Linked DNA regions of Sus scrofa: all the other regions are linked to region 1. Evidence: chromatin contacts called from public Hi-C data. All regions are on one chromosome and are shown on one strand. Each heading gives the region's core, a stretch centred on a gene start, on an enhancer-like site or on the middle of the called end of the contact. The rest is flanking DNA. Distances are from core to core; before and after follow the strand shown. Region 1 has its middle 230 kb from the start of ALDH8A1. Region 2 has its middle 93 kb from the start of ALDH8A1. Region 3 has its middle 41 kb from the start of ALDH8A1.

Region 1 (4,210 bases), core at 1,424-3,923:
TGGTAGGCATATGTGAAGCGTTGGGCTCAGGCAGGCCAGGTTCAGGGACTAGTTTCATGGTTTCTTAGGTATGTTACTGTTTGCAGTCACTCCATCTCTCTAAGCCTTGGCTTCTTCATGTATGAGATGCGAATACTAACTTTCATTGCACTCAATTGCTTATGTAAAGAGTTGATCAGAGTTCATGGCACTTGATATGGAAGAGTAATTACTGTGCATTATCTACAAATTCAGAATTGGCTTAATCTGGGCACAGCAGCTGGAGTTGACTTTTATGTGACAAAGAGAAGGGGTCCTGCTAGAAAATAATTCAAATGGTAATAATACAAGACAATAATTCTAATCTACCAGAAGATGAACTATGTTTACATAGAGATAACAAATTCCATGTGTTGAATTTGTGTGTAAATAATAATTGGAATGCAAATAAAACTCGACATTGTTTTGATTTGCATATTATTCCAGTCCTGATAGGGACTTTTACCTTATCTTTTATTTTCGAGTTATTTCATTACTTGAAATAAAGATAAAACTATATATTTTCTTGACACAGTTGTGGGTTGGAAGGAATGACAGGTGCACGTACTTTGAGGCATTAGGTTCTTTGGTTACAGGCAACAAACAAAACTCTGGTTCAATTTTCTAAAAGGTTATTGATGAGCACCACACATCAAGTTGACAGGAGTCTGGAGAAGCAGGTTTCGAGGTGGGACAGGAACCAGGAGGGTCTCCTGGCAGGGGCAGTCTCTCTCTGGCTTGCATCAGAATCAAAGAGAGAAAGTCCAGTAGCCCAAGCTTAGCTCTAAGAAACCCTTCCATTTAAATCCCTCCCAGAGGAAGAATGCGGCCTAAGGCTACTCCTAGAACCTCTATGCCTTCATTAAAGAAGAAGAGCTTATCTGGATTTTCGGACCTCTGAGACTACCTGCCATGAGGGAGAAGCAAATCCCCCAAAGGAAACAGAGATGCTGAAGAGGGGGGCGGTGCTGGGTCATCCATCAACAAAGATTCACTACAGAGGCAACAGACTGCTTCCACATCTGACCCTGCTACTTGTGAAGCAAAGGAATCCCCTCCCCCAGGTCTCTTAGAAGATGGAGATAATAGTAAGCCCAACTCTTCAGGTTGCCTTGAAGTATATGTACACTAATGCTTAACAAGTGCCCAGTACAGTGTCTGTCATGTACAAAGCCTGCCTATTCACTTTCCCTAAATCACACCATCTCTTCCAATTTTTATCGTGCCTATGTAAGGCTTTTCTATATTACTTTCATGTATAAGCATATTCGTTGTTTGTCTCTCACATCCATGCATATTAGTACTCTACTACCAAATATGTGCTTCCAGAGACAAGAGACCATACCTTACGTAGCCACTTGCTTTTGAATAACTGACAATGATAATACTAACAGAGAGGCATTGCCCTAGTAATTAGTCTTAAATATTGTTTTGAGATTTCTAAAAATATCTCCCTAACGTGGTATTTATAACGCAGTGTTTATAGTTACACTCGCACTATAGGCTTCCATTTTCTTTTCCATGGTCACACTGAGGAAATGCTCTTGATTATACAGAGACCACATTGTCCATACAAGCCTTTTGATGACGGAATGGTTGGCACAGGCTTCCCTTCCTAAATATTTCGATGATTCACTTGTTCCATTTTTAAACATCAGTTTGGCGTTGGTGACATCTGCTAATTATTTGGTTCGATTCGTGGCTGGCATGAGATGTCCATCGGCAGCAATCAGGAAGATGTGATCAGTGTGAAATTCAGGCTACCCAGTCCATGACCAATTTGTAGTCATGCGTTGTCTTGTCTGTTTTTCTCTTTTCCCCAGAGGTATCGTTATTGGAAACATGGCTACCAGGAGTTTAGCATAAACCTGGTGAAAGACATCATTCAAGCGGAAGGTGCACTATCTTCTTATTAATAATATATCAACTCTGGAGTTCCCATTCTGGCACAGTGGAAACGAATCCAACTAGTAACCATAAGGTTGCGGGTTCGATCCCTGGCCTCACTCAGCCGGTTAAGGATCTGGCGTTGCCCTGACCTGTGGTGTAGGTCACAGACGTGGCTTGGATCTGGTGTTGCTGTGGCTGTAGCATAGGCCAGCAGCTGTGGCTCTGATTTGACTCCTAGCCTGGGAACTTCCATATGCTGCAGGTACAGCCCTAAAAAGCAATATATATATATATATATATCTCACCTCTGGAATTGCATTTCTTGGCCTATCCAATTGCATAGTTAAAGCCTTTTGCACCTCTCTTAAGGTCTGCTCCCAACCCTCATTCCGATGTAGAAGCAGTCATGAAAAAGAACTGAAAACTGACCTTTTTTGCTTCCAGGTACCAGGTTTTGAGAATTCCCCATAATGGCCCTTGTTTATTTGTTTGTTTCACCATCGTTATATGACTGTCACAGCTTCGTTAAGACATGTTAGTTAAGCTTCCTGGTTTAATTCTGAGTAAATTTAATCACCCTCAGTAAATCTACTAATAATTTTGCTTGTTTGTTTTTGTAGTGCTCAGCCAAGATTGGAGAGCAGTGGACTCAGACCCTGGTAGTAGCTGCATTTACTAATTCTTTATGCAACACTTTAGGTGGAAATTAGGGTACCTTTTCGCCATGTTGTGGTCTACCAAAGTACACAGAGGAAAATGTCTTCTGCCCCCTGGTGCTCCTGGTCTGCTACTGCAGCAGATGACAGTGCAGGGATCTTCAAGACAGAGTAGAGGGGTTTGCACATCTGCTGGTGGCAACTGGGAAAGCCACACCCTTTGAGGGCTTCACATATGAGGTAGTGCTAAAAACCTCAGTATTAGGTAAATTAATGGGGAGGAAGACTCAGCCAGTATAGTCAGCCCTGATGGGAGAACAGCAGCGACTCTGGGCTCTAGGTCTTATTGCTCTCTTGGCCTCTTCATTGGGGAACCCTCTGGGGCCAGAAACTCTGGCCATTGCTTCTTCTGTTGACTAAGCCAGATCCCACCTACTTCAGCACATTGACACCTGCTGCTCCCTCAACCTAAAAATCTCCCTATCCCCCTTCACCCACTAAACCTACCCTCCTTTCCAGACTTATCTGACAGGACATTTGGGTGAAAAAGACTGAAAATCAGGATGCTCTTAAGTCTTCTCACACCACCTGGGTCTTGCCTTTCGAGGCACTCATTACAATTGTAATTGAATAATTAATCATAAAAATTGTTGTTTAACGAATGGGTCATCTGCTAAAATGGAAGTCTCCGAGGGTCTTACATTTGCCTTTCAGTTTTTTTTTTTTTTTACGCATCTTAGGTGCATAATATATTTTTTAATGAATTTTGGATTGAGAACTCAACATTCTCAAATTTGACAGTACTTCTTTAGGTTTTGTGAATAAATCATAGTCAGGTTTATTATGGAGCACAATTTCAGTTACCCAGGGAAGGACAGAGAAGTTATGGAGAGGGTGGTCTGAATTGAGTCAACTTTCCCTTCATTCTGTTTTACCCAGGAGTAGTTGCACGCTAATGTAATCAAGCATCAAAACAAGCTTGCAGAAACTTTTCTCTTTCTACAAACTTCTCTCACTGCAGAAAGGATATGAATTCTACTCAAACCCCACTTCCATTTTACCATCTGCTTGCTGTGCAGACCCACCCTCCAAGACTCTAAGAGTTTTTCTTGTGATACATGCATATAGGATCAGAATCCTGGATACCACGTCAGTGCTCTTTGCTTCGTATGACCAGCAACAAAGCTTTTCATTACTGGGCATGAAGAAACCTTCTGGTTATTTTCTCTATAGTCTTACTCTAGAAATAAGCAATGAATGTAACTTTCTTTTGGCAGATAGAGGAAATGGGCACAGGCAAATCCGGAGCCCTTGACCACTGTCTTGCAGGTAAGACTGGTCACCTCTAGAGCAGCAGTAGAAAGAAACCTCAAGGACTTTGCTTTAGGGCAGTTCCCCAAGGTGTATAGCTGATCCCAGATTCTGGGTTTCCTCCCATTGACTAAAAGTATAATAAATACAAGTTACAGCCTGAGTACCTTCGAGATAATTTATAATGGTTAGTAGGGGGGAGAAGACAAAGTCCAAATGTTTGTCTTCTCTTTTCCTCCTGTTTAGTGTGAGTTGAATGCTAATTTGAGAGCTGCTTTAAAGGGGGCTAGAAAGTGCTTTCTCTGAACGAAACAGCCCCATAGCAGAAAATTGGT
Region 2 (4,250 bases), core at 642-3,141, 140 kb after region 1:
ATAAAATTGGTTCTCCCTCTGATCTTGGAGACCTCAGTCACCAATGGCTTTGCACCCTGCATTCAGTCTCCTAATGAGTGAGCTTGCTGGCAGAAACAGAGTCTCTTGGCTTTTGAAAAACTGGGGGTTGCATATCAGACCCTACACTTCCCCTGCCTCTCTGCCTCCTTTGGATTAAATACCCCTGCAGAGATGATTCCCACTTAGACATACCTTGACTGGGGACTAGTTGATCTGATTTGCTTAAGGGACTCATGATCTTACCTATAAGGAAGTACAGAGCTGGTCTCCACTCTCTTGAGTTGCTGTCCAGGTTTTCTTGTTTAAACTCCTACCACACACACAGATGAGCTTTTATCATCCCTTGAAGTCTCCCTGGACTTTGCAGCTATGGTTGATTCTACCAGCACCTTAGTCTTAAATAACAGAAGGCTCAGAGGACCCGAGGTCCTCATAAGGGCCTGTCTAATCTCTGCTCATTCGGCTAATGGTAATATGTATGGTGAACGGGAATGTTAGTTGCTCTCCACCAGACTTTCCATCAGCAACATGGCCTCTTTCCCATGGACCTTTCCTTGACACCTGCTTCAACACATTTTCTTGTAGTGTTCCGAGTGGAGCCCAGGCAGCCTGGGCATCGGCGCTTTGTCTAGAAGGTGACCTTTCAGAGTTGGCTGTTTCTGTTTCAGACATTTATTTTTATTTATTTATTTATTTATTTATTTTATTTTTGGTCTTTTAGGGCCCCAGCCACGGCATATGGAGGTTCCCAGGCTAGAGGTCCAATGGGAACTGTAGTCACCGGCCTACGCCAGGGCCACAGCAACACTGGATCCAAGCCACATCTGCGACCTCCACCACAGCTCACCGCAACGCCGGATCCTTAACCTACTGAGTGAGGCCAGGGATCGAACCTGCATCCTCACGGATGCTAGTTGGGTTTGCTAACCATTGAGCCACAATGGGAACTCCTGTTTCCGACATTTCTAACTCAAGTATGAAGCTCAAGAAATGACACCTTAAGTGGTAGGTGTCCCCTCCAAGCCTCCCCCAGGAATGTCATAAACACTCACCATGCCCTGAAATCCCTCCTCTCGGAGGTTCAAATGTCTGCTTAGTCCTAATGACCCCAGGCCCGTTCTTCATTTCCCTGAACCTCAGGAAGCAGACACAGGTTTTTGCAACACCCATGGGATGGGCAGGCTGTGATGCATGAACCAGCCAGTGCAGAGCAACCCCTGCATTTCAGAGATGCAATAAGCCCACCTTCCTGACACTGACCTGAGGTCCTAGTGGGACTGGAGCACCAACCAAAAATCAAGGGTGGATTCAGAGGCACACCATTCATTAGCCTCTCTTCAGGATTGCGAGGGATGAACTAACCACACTAAACTCTGCTTCTGAAACATGAGCCAAGGACTAGCCACTCAACCCTTCCACCTCTGCCTCCCCTCCAACCTTAGCAGTAACTGTCCCCCAAACTCCCTGTGGTCCCTGTGAAGGCAGAGAACCAGGACACAAGGCAGGTGGCTGGTTTTCCAGAGCTGCCTAGCCCTGGCTGAAGCAATCTGTGTCACCTTAAAAGCCCTCCTCTCTCGTCCACACACTTAGAAAAACACTGCCAAGTACACACAGATTTCTTGGCTCATTTTCAATTACTAAGGGAAGGTACCAATTGTTAAAGAAAACTAAAAAATACCCACAATGACTGTGAAATCTTTTCCTGCCCCACTCTTTAGGTAATTTGTTCTGATTGCAACTATTTCAAAAGACAAGATTACACACCAGGGAAGCAAAAAGATAAAAAGAGAAATCTGTTCCCTGCTGGGGCCCTATCAGAGCTTAGCTCATGTTTGGAAGCAAAGGCAAATTTTTTTTTCAGCCCTAATGAAACCTTGTTAACTGTGAACACGGGGTCTGAACTGATCTGGTGAGAGGAATTTCTGGGTCCCTGGGAGATCATTAGGGGGTCATCAGTACATTCAGGAGTCATTGCATGCTTGTCCTTTTTTCTTAAATACCTACTAAAAACTGTCTTCATGAAGCTGTATAAAGAAAATGGAAGAACAAAATTGAAGTCCATCCTCTTTTTCAGGCAGAAATAGATATCACTGCCATCTATAAGACATGGAATAAAACATCTGAGTTTTCAAACCTTATTTCTTTTTCCCTTATTTTTGCCCATTTTCTTTCACAGTCAGCAACTCTTGTCCTACTAGGATACTATTTTAACCGTGGTATGTAGGTTAAGGATATGCTGTTTTGTTTACAGGAGATAAATTGTTGTTACGATTACTATAGGAAGCAGCAGACCAATGACCTTGAGGACTCACCAGGAAAAGCAGCCCTTCTGTGCGTGAAAATGACGGGGGCTCCAGGAAGGATAAGCACGAGGCAGAGACCTGGAGTTGGGGGACTTCCTCTGGAGTTGGGGACTTCCTCTGGAGTTGGGGGGAAGGGATAGACACAGTTACAGCATTCAACCCAGCACCATATTCTTGCCTTAGAGTTTAAGCCCCACCTAACTGAACCCATCTGAGCCAAACACAGAGCAAAGCACTGTTTGTAGAATCCTGTCCCAAGAGTAGGCGAGAAAAGTAGCTCAAACCCAGTAGAGAGGTGTTCCATGCCATTCATTTTATTCAGTGGTCAAGTACGTTTTGATAGAGCTTCAAAACCTACATGTGATATCAAATAGCCTGCATAAGAGAATGCAAGGCAGAACAGCCCTGGAGCACAAGTCGTAGTTGCGGAACTATGGCCCCTAAAAGGGGGTGGCGATGGGCAAGATATGATTCTACCCCGCCCCCCCAGAGAAGCTTATGCTTAGATATTAGATATGAAAACTAAAGGACAGAAACGCGCACCCTCTAAGATTCTTTCTAGCTCCACAGTTCTTTGAGGGCAGAAATAAGATTTAACGTGAGAAATGTTTAGGCCCAGAAGGGATACCAGTCCACACAGGTGTGCCATGGTGTACAGAGTTTATGTATCTAAATGAGATTTTGTTAAATAAAAATTGATATGTTTGTACAAAGTGTTTATTCACATAAAAGGCGTCACTGAGGTTTGAATTAAAAAAAAAAAAAAGAAATTTAAAAAGTAATTGGAGAGACCTTAGAAATGACCCAGTCCAGGATTTTGTTTGTTGGTTTGTTTTACAAATGAAAGATCCCTCCAGCCTCAGAGGTCCGTTCCTTCCAGGCCTCGTTCTGCAGAGAGCAGAGCTGGAAGCAGATCCTAGGCCCTGAGGCTGACACTCCTGCCTCTGTGGAGTGGGGCCACCCTGGTGACATCCTATCTGCCTAATGAGGAAACAGCGTCATCTAGTGGCAATTTATCAGAATTTTCTAGGGGAGCTGTGCTTCAGCTCATCCAAGGGGATGAAAAACGTCCCACTTGCCCATCTCTGCTGTTCCAGATCTCCCAAGACTATATCTCTGGATCCTTTTCTTCTCTGAGTTTTCCAAAACCCAGCATTTCCCCGTGGAACTCTCTCCCCTAACTCCTTTGCCCACTAGCATTTTTCTCCTCTTAAGCCAAAATTTCAACACAGCCATCAAGAATCATCCACCACTGGAGTTCCTGTTGTGGCTCAGTGGTAATGAACCTGACTAGTACCCATAAGGATGTGGGTTTGATCCATGGCCTTGCTCAGTGGGTTAAGGATCCCATGTTGCTGTGGCTGGGGCATAGGCTGCAACTCTGACTCGACCCCTAGTCTGGGAACTTCCAAATGCCAAGGGTACGGCCCTAAAAATCAAAAAGAAAAAAAAAAAAAATCCACCTCAAGGACGATACCCATCATGGCTGTTTTCCTTTGAGTGTTTCTTGATTTGAGTTTTCAGCAAAATAACACTCTTAACCATGATTGGGGGCTTTTGCCAATTGATGTGTTTAATCAAAGAAATATGCTTTCTTGTGAAGATCCAGACTACGCTTTTCATTCAGCCTTGCTGATATAACCCTTGTATTTCCCCACCTACCAACAAACCAGGACACTTTTGTTGCCTTTGAAATAATTCTGGGTGTTTCCCAAGACAGTTCTGTGAACAAGCATGTGAGCTAATTTCAGACAGGTACATCTATTCACTCATCATTGGTGTTCTCAACCATTTACTAATCTCTTAGTTCCCCTGCCCTTAGGATCCTAATTTTGGAGTTAGAAAACAAAATACATCAACAAACAATTTTCTTATATGACGAGTGCTCTATTACAAGTAAGCTCAAAGGGAAGGGGAAAAATCATT
Region 3 (3,730 bases), core at 287-2,786, 190 kb after region 1:
TTACAAAACAGAAATAGACTCACAGATATAGAAAACAATCTTATGGTTACCAAAGGCAAAAGAGGGGTTGGAATAAATGAGAAGTGTGGGATAAACACATATACAGAACTATATATAAAACATAAATAAAGACCTACTGTATAGCACAGGGAACTATAGTCAATATCTTGTAATAATCTATAACAGAAAATATGAAAAAAATATATGTGTGTGTGCATGTATAACTGAATCACTTTACTGTATACCTAAAATTAACACAACATTGTAAATAACTATCTTTCAACAAAAATTTTTAAAAATTAAATATGTCTCTAAGATAGGAATTATCACTTCAGATTATTTAGTCAATTAGCAAGGGAAAGAATGGGACATAGGGAGTTGCCTGATGGCTCAGCAGGTTAAGGATCTGGCATTGTCATTGCCAGGGTTCCATCCCTGGCCTGAGAACTTCCAGTAACAAGAGTGCAGCCAAAAAAACCCCAAAAGTAGTGGGACATAGGGTAGATGATTTTTGATGGCTGATTAGGTCAAGCGAGATCCATGGCATAAAACATAAAAATCCCCATGGAGGGACTGGATCTTAAGGAAAATCACAGAAATAAAATTCAGGGCATTTAGGCTTTGCCTCTAGAATTAGATAAATCACAAGACAGAAAAGCCAGTACTTCGCCTTTGAGTATTCAAAGGCGAGGCGGTGCTTCCTGTCTCGGGCGGTTGCCTCTCTGCTCTGCTTGCACTGAGACCGATAATTCTTATTCTAGACTTGAATCTAATAAAACCATGTGTTTGGATTTCCTGGAATTTTTCTGACTCTGAATATGGACTTCTTCCCAAAATCTTCCACGTCCCGTCTGCCCTATGAATGGGCAGTTTCCAGGATGTTAGCAGAGGGAACCCAGTGGGGGCGGGGGAGAGGCTGGGAGAAAGGGCGGGGGAGAGGCTGGGAGAGGGGGCGGATGTCCTCCCAGCGCCGCCAGACTCGACACCAGAGGCAGGTGGAGACTTAGCCTCCCCGAGACTTACAAGCCGCCAAATTCACCTTTTAATTTACTCTGAGTCAAAATAGGATGAAATAAGAGCTAATAAAATAACCCAGTTGGCCAGAAAGTGTTCTCCATCCTATTTCTCAGAGCGCTCTGACCCAGGGTGAATCATCCCAGCCCCTACCTTCTGGCTGTTGCTGGTGATAAGCGGTGCTCCAAGTCGCTGGGCTCCCTCCCTCTCCTCCACGCTTTCTGTTCTCTTTCCGATCCTTCTTTCCCCTCTTTTCTTCCTTTCCTCCCTTCCTTCCCTTTCCTCTCCTTCTCTCCTTCCTTCCTTTCTTCATTTCCTTCCATCCTTCATTTACTCAAAAAATACTTGTTGAGGGCTTACCCTGGGTCAGATGCTGCAAAAAAGAATGAGACAAATCATTGTACAGAACCCCTGTTCTACACACACACACACACACACACACACACACACACACACACACACTCCTATTTGAGGACTCCCCATAGCAGATCCTCAGAATGAGATGGATATTGGCTTTTGTCACCTTACACTTAGCAGCGAGGCATACCTGATGCTTAACTGATACATGCCAACTAACAGCAGGGATAGGATGGGATGGTGAAGGGATCTGAGTTTGACTCCTGGCTCTGCCTTTGACTTTATGGATGACCTGGTCAGGGATCTGGACTATATGATCCTCACCTAAAGAAAGGAAGGGTGGCCTAGATGCCTACTCAAGTCCTCTCAGTCCCCTCAACCCATTATATATCTGAAAGATCTGAAAGTGTTCAGGGATAATGAGGAACTTGGTCTCTCAATGTCAGAAATGCAAAAAAAATTGAAAGCCATTTTTAAAAAATCTAACTTTCTGAAACCTGCATTTATCGGGGAATATATAATAAATGTAAGCAATTCCTATTTCCGCTAATATAAAATATTCAGATTGCTTTCTGGCCAAGTCTTTGCAGCAGTAATGCAAATGAGGAGGCTGTTGAGCGGATCACGAAAAATTTCTGCAGAAAAGCAGCGCCACCTTCTGGAATACCATGGTGCTGCATGTAGTGAGTACAAATTCTGAGAAATCACCAGTCTGGGGTGTCACAAAACACGGAATCAAGAGCATTAGTCTTAATCAGAAGCTGCACCTTAAACTTTGACATGACCGTCAAACTGTGGAAATATTTCTCCATAGGTTAATTTTTGTGATGTTTTAGACTTACTTTTGCATCAAACTCTTCATCCATGCTATATATCTTTCTTTATAAATTAGCCTCAGTAATAGGTACTAATAAAAGCCACTTAGTCAAAATCGCTTATTTTGAGTATATGGCTAGGTTCAAAGATCTAAAGTGTTCTTTCATTCAGACTCCACTATATCCATCAACAAACTTGTCGGATCTCCAAATCTTGCTTCAGCTCTAGAATTTGGCCACATGAAGAAAATCCTGTTTCTGACAAGTCCTATTACACACAAGGCATTTTTTATATTGAGGGATATATACAGTGCAAGATGCATTCCTGATCTCTCATTGTGGAGAACTGGCATGAAAATATACAAACATAAATAGCAATTATAAAGAGTAAATAATCAGGCTAATCAACAAAGTATGTCCCAGACTGGAATGGACCTAACTGCTTTGAGAACCAGGGCTTCAGGCAGGAGGCCAGAGAGGGTTTAATAGAAGAAGAGTTTCTTGAGCTCTATCTGGCAAAATTATAGGATTTGGATAACATTTAGGAAGATGGAAAAATCAAACACACACACAAAAATGGAGGTAGAAAAACATGTTAAAAGTTTTTATTTGAAAAAAAAGAAAGAAAGAAATGCAGCGTATTTGATAAATACCAGGAAGATCAACTTAACCTGAGTAAGACTTTTTAGGAGAATAGTGTGAGATAAGGCAGGAAAGGGAAGTTGAAACATGATTAGATGATTTCATAAATGCAAAAATAAGGAGTTTGGGCTTGTTCCTGTAGGCAATCGAAAAGCACTGAGGATTTCTGGGAAGGAAAATAAAATGATAAGAATTGGGATTTAAGATGACTCACCTGGCAATCAGACACAGGATGAAATGATTCTAAGATGTGAAAATGTCCTGAATGCGTAAAAAACACAGAAGTAAAAAGAAGGGTTTTCAAGATCGCAACTGGGTACACAAAAGCAAAAGAGGAATCTGACTCTGAAATATTTTTCTGAATAAGAATATATAATAATTTGAAATAATTATGAATATTAACCAAGAGAGGCCCAATATACAGGAAGAAGGAAAAAAAGGAGACCCCCCCCCCAAAGAAGTTACTCTAAAGAGAAGTAAGTGATCCTGAGCCAAAGCCGGAGGGAGGCAATAACAATGTCAAGGCCCCAGAGGCGTGTAGATTCGTAAGAATTGAGAAAAGAAACTGTTAGACATGGTTCCCCATTGTAGACACTGCATAAATAATGAATGGATTCACTGATTGGTTTATTATTTAATATATTTCCATTATAGTAGTTTGGGTACATTATAGATGAAGGAAACATACATCCTCACCCTCTCACGCAGTGACAATTTGAGCAACATCCGCAGAACTAGCTGCCTAATTTCAGTGTCATGTCCAATGACATAAGCTCACTGCTGTCCCAGGTGGACCTTCGGAGGTCTGTGCAGGCATTGGATCTCCCTCCCAAGCTTCCCAACACCCATTCTTTCCCCTGAGGCTGGATCCCCACCATCCTGCCAGATTGTCTCTTGGCCAA

Evidence for each region. Hi-C and Micro-C count contacts between places; a contact is called where the count stands out from the background.
Region 2: a contact with region 1 is called in a Hi-C map of retroperitoneal adipose tissue, with 2.4 times the contacts expected there. The contact joins two enhancer-like sites. A contact is called at or near these places in 18 of 47 Hi-C or Micro-C datasets (alveolar macrophages, blood, brain and 11 more) and 2 of 2 datasets of contacts at active chromatin or transcription factors (alveolar macrophages and skeletal muscle).
Region 3: a Hi-C map of retroperitoneal adipose tissue shows a contact between it and region 1, with 1.7 times the contacts expected there. The contact joins two enhancer-like sites. A contact is called at or near these places in 5 of 47 Hi-C or Micro-C datasets (blood, fetal heart ventricle, heart right ventricle and 2 more) and 1 of 2 datasets of contacts at active chromatin or transcription factors (alveolar macrophages).

The regions. Positions count from the first base shown.
Region 1 is chr1:29,292,609-29,296,818 of Sscrofa11.1, reverse strand. No RefSeq gene overlaps it. Among named protein-coding and RNA genes, the nearest start is that of ALDH8A1, 230 kb to the right of the region's middle. Within about 2 kb of position 2,673, at least 6 of the 83 cell types and tissues checked have an H3K27ac peak or open chromatin away from gene starts, as enhancers often do. A contact at or near this core is called in alveolar macrophages and retroperitoneal adipose tissue, where this site is marked.
Region 2 is chr1:29,151,187-29,155,436 of Sscrofa11.1, reverse strand. No RefSeq gene overlaps it. Among named protein-coding and RNA genes, the nearest start is that of ALDH8A1, 93 kb to the right of the region's middle. Within about 2 kb of position 1,891, at least 18 of the 83 cell types and tissues checked have an H3K27ac peak or open chromatin away from gene starts, as enhancers often do. A contact at or near this core is called in alveolar macrophages and retroperitoneal adipose tissue, where this site is marked.
Region 3 is chr1:29,099,422-29,103,151 of Sscrofa11.1, reverse strand. No RefSeq gene overlaps it. Among named protein-coding and RNA genes, the nearest start is that of ALDH8A1, 41 kb to the right of the region's middle. Within about 2 kb of position 1,536, at least 29 of the 83 cell types and tissues checked have an H3K27ac peak or open chromatin away from gene starts, as enhancers often do. A contact at or near this core is called in alveolar macrophages and retroperitoneal adipose tissue, where this site is marked.